2 separate regions of the Capsicum annuum genome follow, and region 1 is linked to region 2. Evidence: chromatin contacts called from public Hi-C data. All regions are on one chromosome and are shown on one strand. Each heading gives the region's core, a stretch centred on a gene start, on an enhancer-like site or on the middle of the called end of the contact. The rest is flanking DNA. Distances are from core to core; before and after follow the strand shown.

Evidence for each region. Hi-C and Micro-C count contacts between places; a contact is called where the count stands out from the background.
Region 1: a Hi-C map of leaf shows a contact between it and region 2, with 4 times the contacts expected there. The contact joins the promoter of LOC107842187 here to the promoter of LOC107842221 in region 2. A contact is called at or near these places in 2 of 5 Hi-C or Micro-C datasets (both in leaf).

What each region holds. Positions count from the first base shown.
Region 1 is chr1:192,162,749-192,168,033 of UCD10Xv1.1, forward strand. It overlaps LOC107842187, which reads left to right and starts at 3,434. Exons shown (of 2, transcript XM_016685937.2): 1 at 3,434-3,760; 2 at 4,393-4,710. The coding sequence starts at 3,613. The coding sequence ends at 4,517.
Region 2 is chr1:191,832,282-191,837,217 of UCD10Xv1.1, forward strand. LOC107842221 (histone H3.2) reads right to left here and starts at 3,422. Exons shown (of 1, transcript XM_016685977.2): 1 at 2,786-3,422. The coding sequence starts at 3,316. The coding sequence ends at 2,906. It overlaps LOC107842195, which reads left to right. Exons shown (of 12, transcript XM_047408377.1): 8 at 1-143; 9 at 489-672; 10 at 924-1,120; 11 at 1,508-1,810; 12 at 1,928-2,453. The coding sequence ends at 2,227.

The sequences.
Region 1 (5,285 bases), core at 2,184-4,683, 330 kb after region 2:
CCTCAGGAATGAAATATAATTGTGCCTCAAACCTATCAAATTATAATAGCTTATAGCCCCTTTTAAGATATTTCTAATTCAGGAACAAATCGAGGGATACATATGGTTGTAGAGAATTTTTCTCTAACATATCTTATAATTATGATAAATGTGTAAAAATATTATCACTTTTGATGATTATTATCATATTGTCCCCCCACGCTTGTATTCGTGCATTCAATCACTTGCCTTCTTTTAGACATATCATGCATTGCTACCACATACACTTCAAGAATGGAGCAAATTGCATCTTTCAGACTTATCATATATTGCTACCACATTTACTTCATGGAATGGAGAATATTCAATGGACAAGTTTCATGACTTTTTATCAAACACATTATTTTTGCCTTAGCCATCATAATATCATTAAGGAATATGGTGCATTGAGATTCAAACTCAATGTCTTATCCATATAAAGACATCTTAGGCATAAATTGATAGGACTTGAACCCAACATCTTATCATCATGGTGCATTAAGACTTTTAACCCAATGTCTTACCCTCTTAATGAGATGAGATTTAAATTCATCATCATATCTTTTAACAATATTATTTTTCATGAATAAATTTAAAGCATAAGTGTTCCAAATCAATTATTTTTTCTCAAAGCCAACAATAATTATATCATTAGTAGGAAAAGATAAATAACATAAAAAATTACTTACCTTGAAATTACCTTTAGATTTATAATCTCACCTTGTTTGGTAGAGTCTCATGTTGATAACGTGTTATGAAATATAAAGCAAAGAAGAAAAGAATGGAGAGAGTAGAGAGGAGACTTCTTTATTTCTCTTGAGGGATTCTTGATGAGTTAATTACAATGAAGGAAACCCCCTTTATTTATAGAGGAAAACTAACTTTGAAGTTTTTAACTTTTTCATAAATTGACATACACTATATATGGTAAAGTAAACATTCACTATATATGGTAAAATACACATTCACTATTTATGGTAATATATTTATAACAAGATCTAAAATAAAAGAGAATTTTTGAGAGGTAATATCAATATGCAAATTGCACGATCCAGCTTTAAATTTTCTCAACTAATGAAATGGGGTGTTCATATGTATGTAAATCTTCGAAGCACGAAGGAAGCATGTTTAAATAATCATACTTCAAGTCTAGTCTCTAAACTATACACTCGACCAACCTTGAAGTAGGGGGCATTTTGTGGACAACGAAATTTTATTAAATTAAAAAATCTGTAAGAAATTCAAATTATATTAAATTCAAAATACATTAGTCCCTAATAAATATTGTGAATTAATATAATTGAATTAATTATTTAAGTTAAACATATATGAGTTTAATTAAAGTCTATTTTTTATTGGGCTAGCCCATTGATTTGGCTACAAATGATGAGCCCACTTTGCTGAGCCCAAGATATTGTCATATTCTAAAAGCCTAAATAAGCATCACGTGGCAAATGACGTGGTATGCCAAGTCAAGCGAAGGAGCCAATAAGACCATGCCGCATGTCAAAATAATGCAACAGACCTAGTGAAATCAAAAACTCATAAAAGGTGACATGTCACTTAAATTTGATTGGTCAAAAGAAGTTCACATTCACCATGACTCTTTACTTTCTACAACTATAAATAAAGAGTCTCATAATTCAGAAAGAAGGAGAACTCTAACAAGAAGCAAGAGAAAACTCATGAATCAAACGCCGCAATTTCTCTACAAAACTCAAAACTTAAGCATTCAAATTCAGTTCATCAAAATTCAAGATTAGGATTGCAAGATTCAAGAACAAGCCCATTAAGATATTCAAATCCAGATTCAAGAACAAGTCCAAAAGCTCTTGAATTCAAGTGGAAGTCAAGATCAAATCCATCAAATCTGCAAATCAAGTTCAAATTTAAGATCAAGCTCGAAGCCCATCAAATCCGCAAATCAAGTTCAAATTCATGATGAAGCTCGAAACCCTTGAATTTATATTTGAAAAGGTGAATCAGAGGATTCATAAAGATTGTAACTCTCACATATTAGAATCAATAAAACGATTATTGCAATATTTTTCTTGTTTCAATTTATTTATTTTTCGGTCATTCATTTTTATTTTCCAACACACTTATAATTTTTTTTTAACATTATTTTAAAGAGTAAATACATAATTACCTCCTGATGTTGTTCGAGTTTTTTAAAAAGACACCTAAACTTTATTTCAACCTATTACCCCACGATTCTTACTAAAACCGTTGCAAATACATCATTTTTTGCTGAATTTCAGTCACAACAAAGTGAGTGAATACACGCACCAATCAGGTGCTGCCACGTGTTAAATATATTTAATTTCATATTTTATTTATTTTTTAATAAATTTATCCTTTTTATTTAATTTATGACCCCACCCCACCCCATCCAGCAACCCCCCACCTCCTCCCGCGTACAGCAACTCCCCTCCACCCCCACCCCCACCCCCGTCCAGTTGCTGATTTCTCCATTCTTCTTGCTCTTTGGATTTCATTTCAATGGTTCCAATTTCGTGTTTATGTTAATTTTGTAATGCTTTCTAATTTTGTTTTGATTCACGTATTTGTTGATTGTTTAATGATGACATCAAAACTCCATTAAAATGGAGCTTTATAGCTTCTTAAGAGGATATACAACAACTATAAAAAGTAAAAATTAGAATTTAAAATAGACACAACAATCAAATATCAAAAAATAGATAATTTAAGAATGATTTCGTTGAGAAAAATTTGAGAAGAGAGATAATTTTTTTCTTCAAACTAAGCTATCAATGGAGGAAGAAGAGAAGAGGAAGAAGAGAATTGGGCCTATTAAAGCGGAGAAGAAGAGATTTTTAAAATATGTGACAAATAATTACACGTGACGGCTTTTGATTGGGTATTGAAGTCAATTTTGAACCATTCATGCTCTTCCTATTCGTGTTTACACGCATAGCCAAAGTTTTGGTCAAAATGGTGTATTTACAACAGTTTTAGTAAGAATCGTGGGGTAATAGGTCGGAAGTAAAGTTTAGATGTTTTTTTAAAATATTCGGACAACATTAGGGGTAATTATTTTAAATTTACTATTTATATTTTGAATACATAATAAATTTTTAAAAAGGTGAAAAATGTTTAAAATTTATGATCATATGTTGAAACTCATTTAGGACCCATTTGGCCATGAAAACATCATTTTTCGGAGTTGGAAATAAAGTTGGAATTGAAATTGTGTTTGACCATAAACATAAATTAAAGTTATTTTTAAAATTTTGTGAGAGAAGTAAGAGTGAAAAAAGTAAAATTTTTTTTTTTTCTTATTTTCACTTTTTTAAAATATAATTTCAAAATGTATTTGAAATTTTAATGACCAAACATTGTGATTTTCACTGTGTTCGTAAAGTAGAATAATTTTTGGAAAAAAGTGAAAAAATACGGCCAAACGTCTACTTAATTCTCCACTTTGAACAAGTCTTTTTAACATTAGTGAAAAGAAACGACGGCGTTGGACAGGTGGTTCCTCTGTCTTTCTTGTCATCGCCACGACTTACAATTGTTGGTACCAAAAGCAGCAGATTACGCCAGTTCTCTGTGTGAAGTGTGAAGCAAAAAATGGCGAGGAGCAGAGCGAAAATAACATTCAGAATAGTAATAGGGATTTTAGTAGTATCATTGCTCTACTACGTCGGCCGGCCTCTGTACTGGAAAATCTCGGCCACCGTTCATGACATCCGTCACAACAAACAAACCGTCTCCCAAGGTCTCTCTCTTCAACTCTTTTCTTATTTTGATAGATAAGACAATTCCTTCATGTATTTGTTGACATTTCTGTCTTTGAATCAAAGATGGATCTAGGAGTCAATTTCAAAATACTTATCACATTTCACTTCTCCAAAATCAATTTAACTAATTTTAAAAGCTAAATTAGATTAGATTTCTATGATATTTTAAGAAATTTAGTTATTCAAATGCTGTACGAGAAGTACTGTAAATTGCAATTTTCAAGTACTGTAAATTGCAATTTTCTCATGTCAATATGATGAAAAAATTATATCTTAAAATGTTGTGGTGAAAGTTCATCCCGTTTGACTCTCGGAAAGGAAATTGTGATAAGTATTTTGGTACTGAGGGAATATATCCATGTATTAGAGCTGCACGCACACTGATGCTCATTTGCCTCTGCTCCGAATTGGAGTTTCTACATTGTATCTGTCGATTTTGTTTTCCTTGTAGGACTTTCTAAAAGTATTTTCTGTCAATTGTTGACGCATGCCTGTTTTTTCTTTTTAATTTTCTATTCAAGTGGTATAATTATAATTCATGCTTTTAGCGAAGCATGTCACAATATTGTAATTTTGAGGTTTGGTATATTGTTATATTGTTTTGGTGTAGGATTTTCACAAATTGTTCAGGCAGCTCAGAATTCAGTGGGCTGGTTCCGCGATGAGTCTGACTCAGGAGTGCATGACGATGGCATTGCGGCAGCAAGGAGGATCCTTCTTCGTAAGGTTTTGTAAAGCTTTGTACTTTCGAAATTTTATGTTACTTTCATGTGTTGAGACTGTCTCAAGTGATTAATGTAGATCTGGTTGAATAAATGTGTTATAATTGTGGAGGCTTTCAAACTTTTGAAGTTTTGGAAATTGTAGCTACATCTTGTACTAATTTAAAGTTCATATCAGAATATTGAACAATCGATTTTTCTGTTTATTTCTTGATCTGAGTTTGCATTTCATTCTTTGATCCTACTTGATTACCTTGATCCCACTTACTAGATCTCTTCATTTGTTCTTTACCTTTCCATAAAAAAACAGAGAAGAAAGAAGAAAAATCTTTAGTTTGTCAATTCCCTTCTTTGTGTCAATTGAACACAACTTGTTTATAGAGTTGAGTTTGCTGGCTACAAATCATGATCTTTGACACGACCTATATAAAAGGGCAGCCCGGTGCACTAAATCTCCCGCTATGTGCAAGGTCCGGGGAAGGGCCCCACCATAAAGGTGTATTGTGCGCAGCCTTACCTTGCATTTACACCAGAGCCTGTTTCCAAAGCTTGAACCCATGACCTCTTGGTTACATGAAAACAACTTTACCTATTACTCCAAGGCTCCCATTTCTTTGACACGACTTATAGCTCATGCCAATTTGATTTGTTCTTCCAAGGGTCACGCATGAAAGTAGCTCAACAAGATCTGCGATTTACTCTAGGGAAAAACTCTATTTGGCTGGGAGGGATATTACATTTAGTATTGACATTGAGGGTTTGTTTTGCTGTAAAAATTAAG
Region 2 (4,936 bases), core at 2,172-4,671:
ATTACAGAGAAGTATTTTACAAACCGGATCTTAGGGGAAAGAATTTCGGGAAGAATCTTGTGTTTGATATGGATATGAGTGCTGGAGACTTTCTAGCTCTCTTCTATCTCCTCAAATTACCTGTAGAAGATATCAATCTCAAGGTAAATTGGCCTTCCCTAAGTTCTGTACCATCTGTTTATGCATTGTCCCTATTGTCAATGAGATCTGCTACTGAAAATATTAAGAATTTAGTTTAAGATCAGACACCGGTTGTAGTTGCAGTAAATTTCCTCAATTGGAATGTCACTCATTGTGTAACTTCTATCCGAAACTGCATTCCATTCTGTTCAGTTTTGGGATAAAACTGATGAATTGTTAGCCGTCATGAGAAATGTTGTCACTTTGTTAGCAACCAATTGCGCAAATGTAGTTGAGTCTACAGGTGTAGTTTAATTTTGTCATAATTAAGGGATGCCTTTCAATGTGAAATAGCTTCTTTCATTCAGGCTATATTAGTGAGTCCGACTGGCTGGGCAAATGCTGCAACAATTGATTCTGTGTATGATTTGCTTCATATGATGGGTCGGGATGACATTCCTGTGGGCCTTGGAGATGGATTCGCAATGAACCAGTCTGATACTGTGTTCTCTGGTGTTGGAGACTGCAGATACATCAAGGTCATCCCACAAGGTAGCGGTGGATATCTAGACTCAGACACTCTTTATGGCTTAGCTCGTTCTTTACCTCGTAGTCCGAGGAGGTATATTCTCTACTCTGATAGGGGAAAGAACAGATTCCTTTGTGCATTCATGAAATTTGACAGACATTGGCATATCACTTTTCTTATTTTACTAATATGAACTTTCACATTTTTATCATCCAATATAGCATTGCGCCATTGAAATTTCCTGATATAACACATAATAATACCAGATACACAGGAGAAAATTCTGCAGAATTTGGAGCTCCGCGAGATACTGATCATCCTGAACTCAGACAACCTCTAGCATTGGAAGTATTGGAATCAGTGGTGAAATCACTTGGTCCGGGATCGAAAATTACCATTTTGACGAATGGCCCATTGACTAATATAGCTAAGTTCATACTAGAAAGCAAGATTACAAGCAAGGATATACAGGCAAGTGGTTCCTCTATTCTTCTGGTCTTTGTAGAAAGAAACAATATTCTTCAGTTAAGAACCAATTGTAATATATAGATCCTAACGTGATAGAGAGAGTTTAGTTGCAGATCCTTCTCTTAGACCCAGGTAGATTTAGTCTTTTCATATGTAAACTTCCCTTGTCAGTCAACTCCCTCAAATTTCACATTACAAACATATTAAGATATCCTTTAGCTTAGATAGCTGTTTTAGCTTAGAGAGCTGTTTTATTCCGTTGTAATTGATCTCTATGTAAATCCTTGTCATATCAATGACAATGTTTTGCTTTATGGGTTGTGACTTGATATATCCATCTTAGATATTTTCATTAATGTGAAAGGTATTATCTTCTGAATTTTTATGCAGGATATATTAATTGTTGGGGGACACATCAATTATGATGACATAGAGAAGGGAAATGTCATCAATTTCCCTTGTAACAAATTTGCGGAACTGAATATGTTTCTTGACCCTTTTGCTGCAAAAACAGTTCTGAGTTCTGAACATAATATCACTCTCATTCCACTTGGAATGCAGCGGAAAGTCAGTGCATTCCCTCAAATTCTTGAAAAACTGTACGTGGAAAGGACACCAGAAGCCATCTTCACCAGGCGCTTGATGTCTAGGTTATATCGTCTGCAAGAGACGAATCCTGTATACCAGCATGTGGTATATAATTCTTAACTCAATTTATCCTCTACTGGCTCTGTTTCATTATGTTTCCTTGTAGTTAATGAATTTCACTTGTTGATACTTTTGCCTGTAATAGCATTCATAATATTTCAGGATATGTTTATTGGTGAGATCCTTGGAGCTGTAGTAGCTGGAGATCTCTCTGCACTAAAATCAACCTTTGAAGTAAAGAAGTTAAAAGTGAGTGCTACTGGAGTTGAATCTGAAGATGGTGAAATTATTATTGACAAAGCACAGGGAAAAGCAGTTAGAGTAATGGTGAATCTGGATCCATCAGTTTATTACAATATTTTAATAAAACGACTTGGGAATAAAAACCAGTCAGCTGTAATTGGAAGTTTCAATGAGCAAAGAAAAATTTGGAGTACACCATCTACTTCATCCAATATTTAGCAACAAATGCAAAGTTGCTAAATAATACCTGGAGTTGAATCTTACTGGGGAAAAATAAGCGCTTCATTTATTTGTTTCGCAAATCAAGAGATTTGTTACATTCAGAGTTACTCAGCACATATTTGTGTTGGTGAGAGATAAGTCTAACCTGTTCCATATGATCAATTTGTCATGTTGATTGAAGACTACAAATTTCAAAATTTGTTCAGTGCTCTTGTCCTGGAAATGTATAAAGATCAACATAATGCTACACAAACAATATTCAACAAACTCAATGTATTCCCACATAATGTGGTTGGGGAGGATAAAATATACACAATTCATATCACTGTCTCGAAAAAAGTAAAAAGACTGTTTCTAATAGGACCCCAATTCAAGACAAAAAATAGTAAACAAAATTGTAATACAACATAAAACAAAATGGATGGAATAATACAAATAAAAAATAAGACACCTACATAATAATACCATACACTCACAAACCAAATTACTAGCCCAACTACAAACAGTATTCAATGGTTGGGAAATATCACACGGATGTAATAGCAAGATCATTGATTGAATAAAATGAAGTTCGGATTTCATTAATCAGATTGCAGATTACTTGTAAACCAACATTTTACACACACTACAACTGAAATCAACTATTAGACATTAACCCGAAAGATCATCTTCTTCTTAAGCCCTTTCTCCACGAATCCTCCTAGCAAGCTGAATATCCTTAGGCATAATCGTAACCCTCTTAGCATGAATAGCACAGAGATTAGTATCTTCAAACAAACCAACCAGGTATGCCTCAGCAGCCTCTTGTAGAGCAGCAACAGCACTACTCTGAAACCTCAGATCCGTCTTGAAATCCTGTGCAATTTCCCTCACCAGCCTCTGAAACGGCAACTTCCTAATCAACAACTCCGTCGATTTCTGATACTTCCTGATTTCCCTCAAAGCAACGGTTCCTGGCCTGAAACGGTGAGGCTTTTTCACTCCTCCGGTTGCTGGAGCTGACTTTCTTGCAGCCTTGGTTGCTAGCTGCTTCCTTGGAGCCTTTCCGCCTGTGGATTTACGAGCTGTTTGCTTGGTACGGGCCATTTTTACCGGACATGTAGTGAGACAATGTTGACTTGTGGAATGGTGAATTTGGGAAATGGGTGATGAGGAATTTATATAGAGAGATAGCGGGGCGGGAAGGTTGGAAATTTTGGAGTTTGAAATTAGTTTTGGTGCCGTTGATTAAATTGATTGAGATTTTAAATAGACGGTGCAGATTGGAGGAAAGTTGACTGCTTGGATAGCGATCCAAGTGCTATCAATGTAACGAATGTGTATGCGACACGTGGAAAGCGCAAAGAGTAGTATTTTCTTTTACGTTACTTTTGCCACGTCAAGTTATATAAAGACATAAAGTCATTACTGAACTTGTTCGACATTTGCAAAAAGATACTTTAACTTTGGGGCGACCTATTACCCCACAAAATTTATAAAGACCAGTGCAAATAGACCATTTTGATTGAATTTCAGCCAAGATTTGTGTTCCATGAAAATGAGGCGCGTGAAGGAGAAATATTGACTTCAACAACAAATTAAAAAGTGCCACGTATAAATAATTTTGTCTATTCTTTATAAAATCTATCTTTTAAAAAGAAATCAACATTTATTTACCTTTTTCAATTATTCCCTACCCCCTCTCCGCTCCCCCCTCACCGCCACCCCACCCACACAAAAACACCATTGTCTTCTTCGACTGAACATTTGTATACTACCTTTTTTCCTCTTATTCTTAGATATGTTTTTTAAAACGCTTTTTCTACTTGATTCTATTCCTTGATACAAGATTGCTCTTTCTTTTCTTTTTTATGAAGTGAGTATTTATCTATTTTTATTAAGAACAATAAAACTTCATTAAATGGAGTTTCAATCACATCGCTAGTATAGAGTTTTTGATTTATAAATTTAAATTCATTGATAAATTGAATTTGACTATTGTAAAAGAAAATTAGAATTTATTAGAAGATAATGATGTTTTCATTGAAAGTTCGGAACGATGAGCGGACGTCGAATGAGCGGGATGGGGGTGGGGGATTCTGCTTCTGCAACAAGGTGGAACAAATTATTTAAGGGATCTAGTGCCCGTTTGGAAGATATTATAATCTGGTCAAAATAAATTATAATCACTTTTTAGTTTAAAAGGGTATTTGGCAAATTTCAAAATGGCTTTAAAAAAGTTGTTTTTAGCTTCTTTTTTTTAAGCTAAAAACAATAAGCTCCAAATGGGAGCTTATTATTTTTCAAATTATAATCTATTCTCCATTGACCAAATAAATGACTTTTGTGCCTTTATAATTTTTCCTTATTCCAAAATTGTCCACAAAGTTTGCTAATGCATAATTTAATATATATATATATATATATATTAATTTAAATTATTTTAGCAATAAAAAATAATAATATTAATTAGAGGACACGCTAATTAAGTGCTAATTAATGCTTTCTTCGTGAATTAACGATTCAGTGAATTAATGATTCAGTGAGTTTTAACTAATTAATAATTTTTTTCATGATTCAGTGAAAATATTTAGCCTACCCCGCTAATCTAATTTTGAAAAACCATCAATTTATTAAACCATCAAACTAATAATTTAAGAATAATAAAATCTATTATTAAACCATCAACTAATGATTCAGTGAATTTAAGAATTATAAAACCATCAA